Linked DNA regions of Capra hircus: region 1 is linked to region 2. A link is a contact called in public Hi-C data. All regions are on one chromosome and are shown on one strand. Each heading gives the region's core, a stretch centred on a gene start, on an enhancer-like site or on the middle of the called end of the contact. The rest is flanking DNA. Distances are from core to core; before and after follow the strand shown. Region 1 has its middle 180 kb from the start of RNF144B. Region 2 overlaps RNF144B (E3 ubiquitin-protein ligase RNF144B).

The links. A called contact is a pair of places that touch in the nucleus more often than the background predicts.
Region 1: a Hi-C map of liver shows a contact between it and region 2, with 5 times the contacts expected there. The contact joins two enhancer-like sites. A contact is called at or near these places in 4 of 5 Hi-C or Micro-C datasets (blood and liver).

The regions. Positions count from the first base shown.
Region 1 is chr23:11,196,141-11,200,820 of ARS1.2, reverse strand. No RefSeq gene overlaps it. Among named protein-coding and RNA genes, the nearest start is that of RNF144B, 180 kb to the right of the region's middle. Within about 2 kb of position 1,605, at least 2 of the 5 cell types and tissues checked have an H3K27ac peak or open chromatin away from gene starts, as enhancers often do.
Region 2 is chr23:11,058,379-11,062,635 of ARS1.2, reverse strand. All of the region lies in intron 1 of RNF144B (E3 ubiquitin-protein ligase RNF144B), which reads right to left. Among named protein-coding and RNA genes, the nearest start is that of RNF144B, 38 kb to the right of the region's middle. Within about 2 kb of position 1,580, at least 1 of the 5 cell types and tissues checked has an H3K27ac peak or open chromatin away from gene starts, as enhancers often do.

The DNA of each region.
Region 1 (4,680 bases), core at 356-2,855, 140 kb before region 2:
ATGGGGTCGCAAAGAGTCGGACACAACTGAGCGACTGAACTGAACTGAACTATCCTTTAAAATAGAAATTCAACGCTATCTCTAGAAAAGAACCAAGTAGATATTTGCCTCAAAGTTATAGCCCCCCCCCCAACACTTAAAATACCAGTAAGCGTGTGTTAGTCATTCAGTCGTGTCCGACTCTTTGCAACCCCATGGACTGTAGCCCACCAGGCTCCTCTGTCTGTGGAATTCTCCAGGCAAGAATACTGTAGGGGGTAGCCATTTCCTTCTCCTTCTCCAGGGGAATCTTCCCAACTGAGGGATCGAACCCAAGTCTCCTGCATTGCAGGCAGATTCTTTATGGTCTGATCCACCAGGCAAGCCCACTCAGGCTACTTGCCTCTGTACAAATAAGCGAAGAATCCCATAATTCACTAATTATCTGCGAATACCTCTAGCAAGCAGGGTGTACATCTTGCTCATCCAGACGCTGAAGTGAAATCGCTCAGTCGTGTCCAACTCTTTGCGACCCCATGGAGAGTAGCCTGCGCCAGGCTTCTCCGTCCATAGGATTTTCTAGGCAAGAGTACTGGAGTACTGGAGTGGGTTGCCATTTCTTTCTCCAGGGAATCTTACCGACCCAGGAATCGAACCCAGGTCTCCCGCACTGATAGACAGACGCTTTACCGTCTGCGCCACCAGGGGCATGCAGACGCTACTGTGGTGCTATCATATACTCACTGGTATCTACTACGTGGCCAGTGTTTGCTAGGCTGGTGGTATAGACATAACCAACTTGGTCCTTACCCTAAAGGGATACAGCATCTATTAAAAGGGTCTCTTTCTTGAGGTAAATTATTGTCCTTTCTCTGTAGCCCTTTTGATATGCAACGATCCCTGGGTAAAATGAATACTATAATGTGCCATGAATTTGTTCATCGGATCTTTCCTCCCAATCCCAAAGAAGTACCTCTGGAAGAAGGCAGGTTTTAAATAAAACAATTCTCTCAAACCTGTGGAAATAAACACAATGACCCCCAGAGCCCAGTTTAAGAGAAACTCAACTCTGGCACCTCAAAGACTCTCTTTGCGGCCGCCAGGGTCCTTTCATGACCGAGTCACGCCTCTGCCATTCCTCCAGGGAGACGCTAGGTGGCACCAGAAAACCGTACAAGCATCCTCGGCTTCCGGTGTCTCCTTTCTCATCAAAGCGTCTGGGCGTTTCACAGACAGTGCCTCAAATCTGCCCTCCTAGGTATCGTCTTCCTCAGAGAGGAGCTAAAGAAACAAAAATTCACTGATATTCTAACCAAAGAAGCACCTCAACACTCTGATTTAGCTGCGAGGGGCCAGCCATGTGGCTTCAAGGCATCTTCACGATTTTCCCAGCAACTCTCAAGAGTTCTCACTTCTTCAAGTCCTAATTACGTCCAGAATCTCATCTAGCTCCCGGAGAGGAATGGGTGAGAACCAGCCTCCATAATGGATTCGACAGGCTTCTGTGGACTGTGCCGGGTTATCTGTTAATTGCCACTTGCACGCATTTCCCCCTAAGATCAGAGCTGGTCCTGAGGCAAAGCAGGCTGTGGAGGGAGAAGCAGTTGCTCGGCAGAAGGCATGAGGAGCTCTGCCCGGGAATGCAGTGTTTCCATTGAGCTTGGCCAACACACTCAACAGCACACAGTGAGGGAACAGAAGTGTTATTCAGTTTCTAGACACCAGAGATTTGTTCTCCTCACTCTCTGGTTAAAGCATCACCCCTGAACTCAATTGCAGTCTCAGGCAGAAGCCTCCGCACACTCATTCCCTATCGTCTCAGCAAACTCCAAGTGAACCTCAGTCCTAAAACAAAACGGTGAAGCAAGTGAAGTCTCTAAAGTCTTCCTCCTCCTCCATACCCTGATTTAACTTCTCTTTCACAGATAATCTTATACCATCACTTTTACACAGTTTGTCCCTGTCAGTTTGGAAAATGAACAGAAAAAAAAAGGAGTAAATAGCTTAACATGTTACCCATTCCAGACACATCTTTATTTTATAATGACAGTGTTTCATCCAAAGGAATAAATCTCTAATGGTTGAATGTGAGGCATTGTGGAGAGATTTTGTTACCATCTCTTCATACCAGCAAAGTCATCTCTCATAGCTTTTAACAGAAGACCCAGCCAGCTTTTTCTCCTTCTGCCCTCCACCCTCCAACTTTTTCTCTCTGGTCTATGCAACAGATTATACTCTCTGCTTTCCTTTCCTTTATACCCCTTAGCAATCACACTTTTAACTTTAGAGGAGCTTTCTTTCAGACACTAAGCTAAATGTTGACATCTTCCTCCCTCCCTAAATACACATGCTCAACAGAAGTCAAGCTAATCACCAGGTAAGTACTAGAACTACAACTTTCTACACTAATTTATAATTTAAAAGCGTTCCCATCTGACAGTCAAAGGGAGAAAAATGAGATACAGTGAAATACCTGAGGACACAGTATTGCAGGAAAGGGAACCCCTTCCAGGGTCCGAAACTGGGCTCTTGTCTAACATTCGGAAATGAATTGTCTGAGGAAACACATCTGCTGACAAAGCAAGAGATTTTATTGGGAAAGGGCACCCAGGTGGAGAGTAGTAGGGGAAGGGAACCCAAAACAGCTGTCACACGGCTTGCAGTCTCTGGGTTTTACGGTGATGGGATTAGTTTCCGGGTTGTCTTTAGCCAGTCATTCTGATTCAGAGTCCTTCCTGGTGGTACACACCTCGTTCAGCCAAGATGGATGCCAGAGAGAAGGATTCTGGGAGGTGGTCAGACCTGTGGTGTCTCCTTTTGACATTTCCCGAACTCTTCCGGAGGCTCATTAGTTCCCTGTTCCTTACCAGAATCTCCTGTCATAAAACAGCTCATGCAAATGGTTACTATGGTGCCTGGCCACGGTGGGCGGTTCCAGTCAGTGTGCTTCCCCTAACAACAGGACTAACTGGTAGCAGGATTCAGAACCAAAAGCAAACTCCTGGCTCCCAGCAACCCAAGAATTGTTCTGAAAACTATGGAAGAAGAACCTGAAGACCAGAATGACAGTGCCATGGAAATGCCCTAAGGCCCCACACCTACACCTCCAGGCCCTCATTCTTCCCGTGGGAACCAAAGGCAAATCATATCTACAGCCAGTACTGGTGGCCTCACTATCACTGGGGGCTGGGGGAAGGAGACCAAAGGCAGAAGTACTATCTCTGCTCCCAATCCCCTTAACACACATCAGGACAAATCCCACCCTGAGCCCAACAGAACCCAGAGTACCATTTCCATATCCAGACTCAACTTTGGACCTTAGATACCTTGAAAGACCATGAGATGGGGGAAGAAAGAAGACTTCTAGAAAGCAACAGATTGGGGCAGTAAAACCAAGTTCTTGGTTCCAGAGTTCTTAGCCCTCGCTGAGGGCAGCTCACGTAAAAGGGCACCCCACGCTGTCGTAAAAGACATCCTCCTTTCACCGCCACATACTCTTTGGGTTTTCACCGACACACCCTACTATGATTTTACCATATGCCTGCCAACACCCTTTCCTCCCATTAGGCCATTCCTACTTGGGCTTCCTCTTTGGCCCCCAACAGAGCTGCCATGCTGGGTCCTGGGCCAGCCCGTTGGATCACCGCACAGCGAAGCCTTTGTAAGTGCTGGCACTCCGTCCCCGCTGGGGAGAGTCCAAGGCCTGGGGAGGGATCCTCTGCCCTAAAACAGGAATGAAACACCTGAACACCTTCCAGTCCTGAGTGTTTCCACGCGGAGGAGGAGTTTTTAAACGGGAGTAGGAATTGGAGAGAGTTATTAAGAAAAGCCAACCATTTCTGAGGGTACAGTTCTGTCAGTGGCCCCTCTTAAAACTCTTTTCCACATCCACGGGAAATGCATTCATCTGAGAGCTGCGAAATGCCCTCCCCCTTCCTCTCGTCTCTAGGGCAACTCACTCCCCAAATTCCCCTCCCCTACTATATCACACACCTAAAGATAACTTCCAAACAAGTTATCCAAAGGCAAAAAAAACAAGACCTGAATCTTATTCAGTTAAGAACATATCCAGGGACTTCCCTGGTGGTCCAGTGGCTAAAAGGCCACACTCCCAGTGCAGGAGATCTAAGTTTGATCACCACACGCTGCCACTAAAGTTTCCTTATGTGGCAGCTAAGACCCAGCACAGCCAAATAAATAATTTTTTTTTTTTTTAAAGAACAGACCAGAGCCCTGTCAGTGCAAAGTAGAGGCTGCGGTCACTGCTGCCCAGGGACAACTGTGCCCTAGTGATCTTTTTCCATGAGTCATAGTGCTGCCCTTGCATAGCTGTGCTTCCAAAGGCCCAGATAGATGCCTTTGAAATGTATATGTATATGTACATTTACATACATACCTGTGTATATGGGTATACATATATTTACATACCTGCATCTACAGATATACACATATTTACATACCTGTATATATAGGTATACATATACTTATGTATACTTCTGTGTATACATGCACAGAGACTCACGTAGAGTCCACCCTTGCAATCCTCCTGGAGTTTGGTGCCAGGACACACAGATACCAAACTTCGTAAATGCACGAGTCCCTTACAAACAGGTTCCTGCCTCACCAGTTTCCCTCTCCGCGGGTTCCGCCTGCCACTGATTAGAAATTGACACGCAATCCTTCAACTGTGTGACTAAATGG
Region 2 (4,257 bases), core at 331-2,830:
AATTTCTCCCCATCAACAGAAACAATCCCTAAACAGCTAGGATCCACATTCTAGGATCTTTGAATGTGGCACAATTTTCTTGCTTTTTAAGGAAATTATCTCAAATTGTGGTTGGAGGAAAAAAACTGGCTAAGCAGTCTTTTAAAAGTTCAGAACAGTCTAAATTATGGGTTTGGACACACAAGAAGAAGAAAGTTTTGTTTTAATCTGATTTTAAACTGAATTAGTCAAGGCTGCTACAAACATGAACTATGTAATTAGAGTAATCTACTCAGTTAATACATCTACAATAAAGGAATATACATTCAGAACAAAGGGCAGACACTCAAAAGCTTTTTTTCTGCTTTCTCCACTACTATTTTTTTTACTTTTGCAACAGGAAACACAAATACTATATTGCATATTTAGTACACAAAAACATACCTGATATTAAATAAACTTAAAATTCTATTTCTTACAAAATACACTTATCACTTCTTGTAAAACAAATGGATTCTTCCTGTGGGTGATGGGGAATTTTTTCAAAGTTTTACTAAATGCACTTATTTATTTTTAATGTAGGTCTCACAAAGGTAAATCAATCACACTAACAATACATGTAACAGGAGGAAATTAATGCTGCCATAATAATCATTTTTTAATGGTTTTAATTTTTACAATCAACTTTTAAATAATAATGTCTTGTCTATTAAACATTTTTAAAAGCCACACTTCATGGAATTATTATTCTCACTTAAAGTTTAGGACTGAAAAGAATCGCAAAGTTTACTGAAAAGCAGGGAAGGGAAACAAAAATCAAATTTACACTCAAAAAGTGAGCTTTTTTATTATGTCATACCAGCAGAAATGGGGCATAAGTGAGCAAGTTTTAGAAAAAAGCCATGATGCTTGTGAGTTTGAACTTGAACTTGGAAAGTCTCTCTGATGCTCAGCCTAACATCAAATTAACAGGAGCATCCCAGTTTCAAAATACAAAGAGAACATATACTCTTAAAACGACTTTTCTTTTCATTGAACTTGAAACATAAAAAGCTATGTCAAACACAAAAAGTACACAGTGAATATAACTTTAGGGAACAAATAACTAACTCGTTTAACAAGGAACCAGTTTTCAGAGTTGGTAAAAGAAAGCCGGATTAAGTGATGCATATTAATCACTTCAAGGGAGGTGATTAAAGTGAAAAGATTCCATTGGTCCATTAAATATTAAAATGCAGCATGATGAACACAGCTGCTTTAAAGCCTTGACGATAAATATTAACTTATTCCTCATACAAATTACATGTAAGATGAGGGTTTTATAATACTGGCAGCAAAGTTGCTGTTCCAACAATAAGCAGGCAATATTGTTCCTACGTGCTTACAAGAAAAGGTCCTAAGAAGGGAATTTTCAAGTGCGTATAAAATGTGGTCAGGAACTGGAAGTTGGGACATGGAAAAATTGAAAGGAGTGCAGGTCATTCACTTACCAGTAAGTGATATAAAAATAATCAACTCATTCTATGAAAACATAATGTGGAATTAGGTCAGCAACACAGACCCAGAAACCTCCTTCCTGTCCCCACCCCTCGCAAACTACAGCCAAGGCTGACTGCCTCTTCACCACCAGTCCAGTGTGAAACAGCTAAGAGAGCAGAGCAGTGAGGTGGAAAGAGCCCCGCCTGCTTCGACAGGGGCTGTGAGTATGGAAACCGACACGGAAGGTCCTTCAGAGACACTGCCAGGGAAGCTCAGAGCTCCAAGTGAACGTGTGAGGACGGCTGAGCAGAACAGAGACCACGTCCACAAAGAGCTTCTGTTTTGCGCTGCTTGACCCAGAGGCAGCCTCGGAAACTTCTTCCACGTCTCTATCCCCAGAGAATCTGCAAAGAAGGAAGGAAGGAGGCTGCAAAACCCAGCTCTCCTACGGCTTCCCTGGTGGTTCCGTGGTTAAGAACCTGCCAACAATGCAGGAGACATGGGTTCGATCCCTGGTCCGGAAGGCTCCCACAGGCCACAGAGCAACGGAGCCTGTGTGCCACAACTATTGATCCTGTGGCTCTAGAGCCCAGGAGCCGCAACTACTGAGCACACTTGCCACAACTACCGAAGCCCGAACGTTCTAGAGCTCTGCAACAAGAGAAGCCGCTGCCATGAGAAGCCCGCACAGCACAAGAGTGTCCCCTACTCATTGCAACTAGATAAAAGCTCACGCAGCAACGAAGACTCAACACAGCCAGAAATAAATACAAATTATTATTATTTTTTTAATCCAGTTCTCCCCACACCATTGTAAGACTCCAGGTGGGCTAGCCACCTGAGATGCTTTAAATGACAGTGAGCAAAAGGAGGTGTCCTGACTGGTGCTGGTGAAGACCACTGAGAGCACGGGCTGGCTCGTCCCACTGCCTCCTCATAACCCCAGCTCCCTCTTCTCTCCTTCTTTCTCCCCACATGCCTGGGGCCTTGCAGGTGTCTGAATAAGGCTGCTGTACCTGTACTCCAGAACTTACCCCACCCTGGACTCCAACTGCGTAAGTCCTATCTGCTTAATTCTGTTGAGGGTACTAGAGAACCAGAAGGTGACATGAATTCACATTCAAGTGTGAATAAGTAACACGCGTTCTCCCTACCTCAACACTCACCCCCAACTCTTCCACTATGAAATCAAGTTAGTCTCCTAGTCCCTGTGTTTTGGAGACAAGGAACTGGGGGACAGGTGGGGTGACCAGTGATAAATCACACCCCTCCCAGGCCACTGGAAATGGCAAGGAAAAAGCCAAGCATCAAGGTAAGTTGCTGTTCTTATTTTATCTGAGTCAGGTCATCATCATCAATTCCTTGCTCAATGCTGACCTGGGACATTTTTTAATTCCCAGTGTTCGACACTTTTGCCCCACAAAAGTAGAGGAATGAATTTGCATTTTATAATTTTCTTGACAGTTTTTTCATCGCTTTTTACTATAGTGGCCAAAACACCAGCCAGCCATCTGGCACATGCTAATCCAAACAGAGTTCTGCACCTTGCTACAATCCTTGAGAAAGATATAATTTTCTTTTAACGGACTCATTGGAAAAGACCTTGATGCTGGGAAAGACTGAAGGCAGGAGGAGAAGGGGATGACAAAGGATGAGATGGTTGGATGGCATCACCGGCTCGATGGACATGAGTTTGAACAAGCTCCGAGAGTTGGTGATGGTCAGGGAGGCCTGGCGGGCTGCAGTCCATGGGGTCACAAAGAGTCAGACATGACTAAGCGACTGAACTAAACTGAACTGAGGATCCAAAACTAAGCAGAAGTGGGTACAGCTGAGGGACATGGAGAGAGTTCATGGCCATGTTCAAATCTCTGTCCACCCCCTAAGACTTTCCAATTATGTGAGCCCACAAATTCCCTTTTTTGCATCTGCTAATTTGAATGGAATCTCAGTCACCTGCAACTAAGAGAGACTTGACTGATAAGCTAAAAAATGATCTTGTTAAAAAGGACAGTGGAAATATTGATATCCATTGGATTCGTCTCTTCCCCCCAGTGTTATTTTTAAGGACAAGCAGTAAAATAAATTTTTGGATAAATGACTGAGGAAAGGTTTGTACTCCTTAAGCACACAAAGGTTCTCTAAGGAACAGCAAAAATGGGTTTAGGAAATACTATCCTGAACTCAAGCCAACGTGTCCATCAAAGACTTTAGGATGTGTTGAAAGAACTGAGAGCTCCATCTCTTGAAGGCACTTCTGCTTTCCCCAAGGTATATCTGCCCCTGGACCCCAGAGCAGACAGAACCAGGGTCGACGTTCCCTCCATCCACACCTGGGAAAGCCTGCTGTCCACCTGCAACTCGTGTCCTCCCTTGAAAGACGCTGGGCATCAGCATATTAGTAAGGTCATCCCCTCATAACCTGAACCCCTGGGGCTCCCATGGCTCTCTTAGCATTTATGATTTCATCGTGGTTTATATCTATGTTGGTTTCACCAACTGGTCCTTAAAAAGCTCAAAGGAACAGAGGATTGGATACAGAAGATATGGTACATATATACAATGGAGTATTAGTCAGCCGTTAAAAAGAATGAAATAATGTCATTCAGAGCCCCGCGGATGGACCTAGAGAATGGGATACTGAGTGAAGTAAGTCAGAAAAGCAGAAATATTGTATGACATCCTTTATACGTGGAATCTAAAAAGAAATGATACAAAGGAACGTACTTATAAAACAGAAAGATACTCACAGATTTACAAAATAAACTTATGGGTGCTGCAGGGAAGAAATAATTAGGG